2 separate regions of the Sus scrofa genome follow, and region 2 is linked to region 1. The links are chromatin contacts, called in public Hi-C maps. All regions are on one chromosome and are shown on one strand. The core of a region is the stretch at or near the end of the contact, and the rest is flanking DNA. Distances in the headings are between cores, read along the strand shown. Region 1 overlaps LOC106506482 (a long non-coding RNA gene). Region 2 overlaps ITGA1 (integrin alpha-1).

Region 1 (4,028 bases), core at 1,039-3,538:
TCAGAATTAATTCCTCCTTATTCCACTTACAATCTGTGTGTCCCTCCATAAACTAATCTCTTTATACCCAGTTTTTAGCACTTAACCCCTAGAGTTCTTTTCTAAGTGGTTAAATGGTGAGATAGGATATTTTACCATAATTCCTGAACCACTGTTAGTCCTCAATAAAAGAGAAATAGCAGCAGCCCCAGCAGTACACTGCAGAGGGATGAAGTCAGACTGCTGATGATTAAGAAAATGGGTGGTCGTTATGTGGATGCAGCAGGCCTGGATGAGACCTTCAGGAGACAGAAAGATATAAATGTAGATTATGCAAGTAACACTTAGGGGATAAGTTCTTTTAAAGTAGGTGCCCTAGTGGACACATGAGCATAAGGGGATGACAGAAAGAATACATGAAAAGGGAATCCATAGGAACAACTCTGGAAAGATATGAAATTATCAATTTATACTCATTGCTGAAGGAATGATTGTATTTCCTGTCAATGATAGCATATATCCATGTAGAGATTGGCTAAGGGAATTTTTACTGAGGAACTGCAAGAGCAAATCAAAACAAGAGCAAAAAGTATTTCCCATTGTCACTGAAATTGTACTTTATTAGGCTAGGGATTGGTTTTATTTCTAAAATCCAAGTCTGCTTTTATTGATAGTTACTGCTTCGAATCCTAATTTGAAGAAGATTCTGAAGCTATATTTCAACTCACTTGGGAAGACTGCATGAATGAAGAGTACTTCCACAGGGACACAGAAGTCAACTCTGCATGTGACCCTGGTTCATTTGGTTTCACGTGATTAAATGGTCAGCTAAAAAGAACCATCCTGAGCTTTTCTTCTCCAGAAGGTCTCCTGCTGCTGGACACAGAGACTGGAAGAGCTTAGATTCTGTCCTTAGAGAATAGTACTCTAGTGTTCCACATCCATGTAACCAAAAAGCCATTCTTATTCCTTCACCAAACCCAGGATAAATTTCCCCAGGCCCTCATTTCCCACCCTTCCCGTGCTCTAAGACTTCCAGATGACCTCAATGCAAAATTCATCCCCACTTGCTCTCCAAGATCCTGAGAGGCACCACTGGCCCCTACCCCTGTCAAATGTTGACATTCTTTCCACATACTGTTCATAGCCACTTGAAATTTGAAAGGCAGAGAGCAGTTTCTTGAACTGGTTAAGGACGTGGGTCATGAAAGAAGAAGGCTGGAATTAAAAAAAAAAAAAAAAAAAAACCAACAACAAAAAAACACAGTTGGTAATACTGAGAACTTAACCTAGGTCTTTCTTTTGTTTTGTTTTGTTTCCTTTCAGGATTGAAGGTGATGAGCATTGAACTGATAGGAGGAAATGCATCACTAAACATGAAGACATAAATTGGGTGCCTAAAACGTAAATAGTTTAAAGATTCATTGTAACAGGCCCCAAATGCTATTCCTTTTTTCTGAACTTTGAGTTATCTACCAATCATTAGTCAATGCATTTGACATTGGTGATAAAATGATGAACAAGATGTCACTTTATTGACTTCAAGGCAATAAAGGGCTTGCACATAGTAGGCACACAATGATTTCTGTTGTTTCTAAGTGAGTTGAGAAAGGGAATGAAGTTGCTACTTGACTATTTGTAAGGGACTTTAACTGCAGTCATTACACACTCTTTTTCATATACTGGGCCTAAAACTTCCTGAAACAACAGTGATCACGCGCATCATTAAATGTGTCAGAGTAACTTAGACTAGACTAGACTAGATTTGCTTAGACTAAACGAATTTTTCCAATTCCCTTCATAATCTTTAATCATCCATATTTAAAAAAATACAGAATATTGCTCACATCCTAGTTCCCAATCAATTTAAAATCCCAGCATGGTTGTTTATGTCTTACCCCTTCTCACCCCAGCCCCCAACAAAAACAACTAATTTTAGAAGAGAGGCAAATTCCTGGATTAGGTCAGGTTTTGCCAAAAATATAGTAGCCAGACATTACCACATGCTTAGTTGCTCTGCTCTAATATATCTTTCTTCCTTAAACTGAATCATTTATGACAGGTTTATGGAGAACTTGGAGAAAAATGGAAGAATCATTTTGAATGATCCTGTTCAGCTGGAGGGGAAGGGGAACAGGAATGAAGGCTTTTTCCTCTTCACCTGACATATGCCTAATCCTTAAGGTTTTATTCTCCATGATCAAATGACTTTGAAAAATTAAAGAATTGGGGAAGTGAGACAGGGAGTAGTTAGGCTAAAACAGAGAACTTTCAGTTTGTTGAGGCACACCCAAAAAACAGGGCAATGTGAAACTGAAAGAAGACTTGCTCTTTGAATCTCAGTGCTGTTATACAGGAGCTCTGTGGCTATGGAAGCCCAAAAGAGCCTTTCATTTCTCTCTGAGGCAAAAACATTTCTATGTAGATGCAAGAGCTCTGTAAATCAACCAAGCCTTCCAACTCAGTGCCTCAACTCTCTCTCTCTCTGTTTATATACACTAAGCATATGCTTCCTGTGACCACTTCAAAAGAAATATAACTTTCTTAAATATTATTTAAGTGCAGCTCTATGGCTGTGAAAGAGAGAAAGTATAAATGACTTTGAATCTTTTACTACACGGGTGGAGAAAGAAGGAAGGAGTGATTGAAATGCTACGCTGACCAGTCTAGGAAATGGGTAATAACTTGTGATTAAATGCAGATGTTAACCTGAAAAATTCAGTTAATCACAGATATTAAACATGCCTGGAAGCTATAAAAAAAGCAGAGAGTAAAACCAATGAATAACCTTTCATTGAAGTAGTGTAGTGACACACAATTCATATTGGGAAAAAAAATGGACTAAATTTAAATTACTTCAACTTTTCCATCTTGTATAAATGTTTATGTACAAATGAACAGACCATTACATGGACTTGTACCAGGGAACATGGGCAAATTAAATAAATCAAAATTGGAGTGGAAAGAGCCATGAATGACAGGTGTGTAAGTAGCACTTAGAAAGGAACAAGCTGAAAAATATTCCATTTGGGTAAGCATAAACCATGCTAGAAACATTACAAACAAGTTTTAGAATTCAGAATGCCTGTCATATCTAAAGATAGCACAATAATTTAAAAAGCAGATCAAAACTGGCCATAAATGGTGCTTGGAGATCACAACTAAGCGTTTCATAGCTAATGCTCCCCAGCCTAGCACTGAGCTTGGCACATCATTGACACTCCATAAATGTTGGCTCTGATTTATTGTTAGTGGTGCTCCTCAAAATAAAATACCTGAATGTTATAGTAAGAAGAAGACTTCAAATAGAATTCAAATAAGTAAGTATAATTGCTACTATAATATACATATTCATACATTTGACCAACAGTCACCACTCTGCCATGTCCAGTAACCAATCTAACATTGTTGAAAAGCACCTATATTTCACTTTGAGCTACAATGAGTCTCTCATTCATCATTTTCAGCTGCTGATTTATCACTTTCAGCAGCTGGTTCTTCAAAGCTCAGTTGTAAATGCAGTCAGAAGTTTGGGGATAGAAGAGGACAGACTGGCTTTCTGGAAAACAAAACAACTATTTCTTAACAATATCTGCTTTCCAAAGCAGCTTCCAGAACACATTTTCACAAAACATGGAGATTGGGCATATCCATATATCAGGGGGAAGAAAAAAACATAGTCCTAAGAGCTATAATACGGGTCAAATCACATTAGGAAGACTGGAGAGAATTCTGGAGTTTCCAATAGTAGATAAGCAAAATGAAAGACTTTGGTGTTGAGGAAACCAAAACTACGAATTCCTAGTGCCACTGATCCAACTGCCTGGCTTAACTGTTTTTCTCCACCAGATTAAATAAGTACGCAGTGTTTTGGCTCTAGAGAGCGTCTCCCTCCATAAAATACAAAGGGAAAGGATTTTGATGAAATTGGTTTAAAAAAAAACAAAAACGAAAAATGAGCTGAACATGCAATCCAGTATAGAAAGCAAAGGAAGCAGGCCCATTAGGAGGTTTATAAATTGGAATAAAATGACAGGATAGAAGGATAA
Region 2 (4,028 bases), core at 872-3,371, 220 kb after region 1:
AACCACTGCGCCACGACGGGAACTCCCGCACTTTTAATTTTTAATCATATGTACCAGATATGACAGAAACAATCAGTAAAAATCATTTAAAAGAAAAATGATTTAGTTAAAATGGTATTAGTTAAACATAATACAGTCTTATTTCTATATCTTATCTTAAATAAGCAAGTAAATATAAGCTAAGACGTGTAGAAATTAAGCCTATATCAGCTACTGGGTGGAGGAGTGACCAATGTGCCTTAAATGACATTTTCAGATTCTTTCTAACCTAACCACACCGCTAGTTAAAGGCTATACTTTGGAGCACCTGCGTGCTCTAAGAAATCTCCTAAAAACAAAATTATTTAATAAGGAGCTCCACAGATTAAAAATGCTTCCCAGGAGTTTCTACTGTGGCACAGTGGGTTAAGAATCTGACTGCAGCAACTCAGGTCTGTGCAGAGATGCAGATTCAATCCCTGGCCCAGTACATTGGGCGAAAGGATCTGGTGTTGCTGCGGTTTCAGCGTAGGTCGCAGTTGGGGTTTGGATTCAATCCCCGACCTGGGAACTTCTGTATGCCACAGGTGAAGTCATTAAAAAAATGTATCTATCTCCCAGATCTTCATTTCTGCTCTTTCAGGGCTAACCAAGAGCAGTATTTTTATTAGCCTATTTCTGACTTTTTTCATAATGAGTTCCAAAAGGGCTTGCCTTCCTTGATACTTGGGGAATCTCCATTTCCAATCCCCCTTTCTCTTGAGGTGGTAAATAGCAGCAATTGTGAAAATTGTGTTTGCTGAAGGACAGTGCCACCTAGTGAGGCGAGGCGACCAGCTATTTGCCCAATAAAATCAGAAAATGATCCAATGTCTCCCTTTCCCATCAAGCACTGGGAGAAATGCTGAAATTCCTAATCAGAGGCCACAGCAGTTACGGCAACACCCACAAACAAATCGAGGGAGGAGCCAGCAACAAGATATACAACTGCTTTACCACAGTGCAGAGTCAGCAGGCAGGACTACACAGAGCTTCCCTCTCTCTGTTCTCAGTTGTAAACAGAACGGCAGCAGAGGAAGGTGCTAGAAATAGATATGTCTCTACTATTGCATTCTTATCACTGATCTTGCAGAAATAAATAAAAAAGCACCTTAAACCATCATGGGCCTAAAATAAATGTTCAAAATAAACTGCATCTCATCCATTTAAATTAGAGGACAATTTGTATGTGAAATTAAAATGATATAGTTGAATTCTTGATTAACTTCTGCATTTAATCTAGTCCTGTTGTATTTTTTAACAAATTGATGCAGGTAAATAACTAGTGAATAAGTTTGATTTCACAAATTTGATTCTTCTCATGCCTCAGTGAAACAGTAGATTGACTTTTTAAAAATTATGCACTATTTTTAACTTGTCGGCAAGGCCAAATAAATCAGTAACTCCCTTATGAAAGCAAATAAATCAACATTCTCTTAATCCCCTTAGGAGGCTGTGGCTTGGAGTTGGCGAATATTTTGAGAGTAGCACACCCTCACAGAATGTTCTGGATTATCTCTGTGTTTCAGTAAGAGCTTTAAATTGAATACAGGAGCTTCCAAAAAAAAAAAAAAAATGTGGTTGAATGGCATGAAAGCCTGGAGCCCTGTCGGGAAGTCCACTCCCAATCTGTGTGTGACACCCACAGCCAGAAATCAGAGCAAATACAAACCCGGGATCCCTAAACCCTTTATCAAACAATGGGATTTTGAGATGATAGACAGCAGGAAATACAGATGAGGCTGGTAGACACAAGAAACCTCTTTAAATACATGAATCAAATGTCATTAGCCCTGTGACATATCAGGTAAGTTTAGCCTAAAGTCTCAGGAGGATTCCCAGGGCCTGAGGGTGAGGCCCAGAGCTTTCAGTGGGGGTGGATCTAAAGCACCATAGGACTGGAAAGCACACGAGGGCGTAAGAACAGAAGCAGGAATAGGGATCTCTCAGCTCCTCCAGCAAGGGCGGGGAAGCTAACAGACACAAATAGGAGACACAGCTCTCAGGATAGCCTTCTCTGTCCTCAACCCAGCCCTACCTAGGAATCTGGGGTAGAGGGGAGAAATGCGTGGCTGAAAAATACCCCAAAGATGCTACGAGTTCTGGTTGGCGAGACCACAGACTGTACTAGGTCTCCGACTTCTGCAAATCAGCAGTGTACTAAAGGCAATCCCTCTCCTATGTTACAGCTACAGCTGACCAGTCGGCAGCTTCTTTTGAGATGGAAATGTCTCAGATGGGCTTCAGCGCTCATTATTCACAGGTACGTTGGCCACCGGGTAGAAAGCATCTTTTTTTGAAGGTTTCTTTTCCCCAAACCAGCACCCAGACATCAGCATTACAGGTGCAACTTGCAGTTCATGGCATGAACACTTATTCAGACCCAAATAGGAAACAGCATTTCACAGGCTTCTTATTAGGAAAACATGTTATTTCATACAGCTCACTGCATTGTACTAATAATTGTGAATCAGACAGTTTGAGGTCTGCTTGTGTGATTATACATCTAGCTAAATAAAATACATAATTTATCACATTTGCCAGAGAAATGTATCTTTTTCCCAGTATCGAGATATTCAAGGGTCTTGCTAGAATCCTGTGTTCGAGGCCCAGGATTCCTGGCAGCAATAAAACAGAAAACAGATTAGAGAATATATCCTTTGTAGTTGATGGAAGAAAATGTACTGTGGTCCCTGCACAGGAATATTGACAGCTCATTGTGCATTTGTGCTGTATAAACTAGGGCAATTCAGTCACCTGGCCCTGGTTTCCTCTTCTGTAAAATGAGAGTGGTGATAGTGGCATCCAGCCCAAAGTGTTATTGTGATGATTTTATGAGTTATTAGATGTAAAGCACTTTGAACAGTACCTGTCACATTGTTAAAACACGTAAGTGTTTGCTCTTAACCATTTTTTTGTTAAATATCATTGTTTCTCTATTTGGCTCTAAGGACTGGGTCATGCTCGGAGCAGTAGGAGCCTATGATTGGAATGGAACAGTCGTCATGCAGAAGGCTAATCAAATCAAAATTCCCCCAAACAAGACCTTTAATGTCGAGTCTACCAAAAAGAATGAACCTCTTGCTTCTTATTTAGGTAAAGTTTGGATGTAAATAATAGAAAGTTGCTTTGGGTTTTTTCTTTTTTGAATTATTTGCTTATATTTACATAGGTGTACCTAAAATGGTTTGAGAGAGATCACTTCTAAAAGTTAGATGTTTTACAGGACCCATGGAAGTTTCCAGGCCTTGGATAAGCAGTCTTACTCAGAATACCAGAACATGCGGGAGCCTTTCTCAGAAGGACTATCTAGCACTGGGATTAATTTGGGCTGATCTGCACACTTTTTGAGGTCCCTTTCTGTCTGGTATTCTCAATTTCAGGAAGTGCTTCAGACCCAGTGAACAGGAAATAAAGGTAGAAAAAGAACCCTTGGCTCAGCCTGTATCCTGAAGATCAGACTCCCAAATTCTCTTAAATATCCTCTATCATTAGTTTCTCTCTATGAGTCCTAATTTTGCAAAGAAAAATTTTAATCTATTTTCTCATATGACTTCTCTAATACCTCTGTTCACAATCAGATATAAATTGAACCCACTGATGTAACAATTTTCCAAAGACTTGCTTAGACAGAGGAGATGTGTTTGGTGTCACTTTATTCTGGATCTGTGCCAGGCTGGGGGATACCAGGGGACTCTTCTATCACTGGCTGATCTTGGTAAACAGTTGGGAAGGACTCAGATGGAAAGGACCTTCAGGATATGGTTTCCACTCAACAAATATTTGGGGAACATTTCTCTTGCCCCAGGTGCTGGGGACGTGGTGGTAAAGAAAACAAATACCATGTTGTGTTCATATTTTAGCATCTTAGCAGCCCTCTCTGGGATCTTTCTGTCCTAGAGGCAAGTCTTTTTCTCTCTCTATCCCAGTTTCTTCCTGTTTTCCAAGGAAGGTGGCAGATCTTTACTGGTACATATATAGATCTCCTATTCAAGGGTACATACTAAAGC

The links. A called contact is a pair of places that touch in the nucleus more often than the background predicts.
Region 2: a Hi-C map of omental adipose tissue shows a contact between it and region 1, with 2.4 times the contacts expected there. The contact joins two enhancer-like sites. A contact is called at or near these places in 12 of 47 Hi-C or Micro-C datasets (alveolar macrophages, embryonic fibroblasts, fetal heart ventricle and 7 more) and 1 of 2 datasets of contacts at active chromatin or transcription factors (skeletal muscle).

What each region holds. Positions count from the first base shown.
Region 1 is chr16:32,025,438-32,029,465 of Sscrofa11.1, forward strand. All of the region lies in intron 1 of LOC106506482 (a long non-coding RNA gene), which reads right to left. Among named protein-coding and RNA genes, the nearest start is that of PELO, 100 kb to the right of the region's middle. Within about 2 kb of position 2,289, at least 23 of the 83 cell types and tissues checked have an H3K27ac peak or open chromatin away from gene starts, as enhancers often do. A contact at or near this core is called in omental adipose tissue, where this site is marked.
Region 2 is chr16:32,245,165-32,249,192 of Sscrofa11.1, forward strand. ITGA1 (integrin alpha-1) reads left to right here. Exons shown (of 31, transcript XM_021076769.1): 11 at 2,208-2,281; 12 at 2,970-3,114. Among named protein-coding and RNA genes, the nearest start is that of ITGA2, 89 kb to the right of the region's middle. Within about 2 kb of position 2,122, at least 10 of the 83 cell types and tissues checked have an H3K27ac peak or open chromatin away from gene starts, as enhancers often do. A contact at or near this core is called in omental adipose tissue, where this site is marked.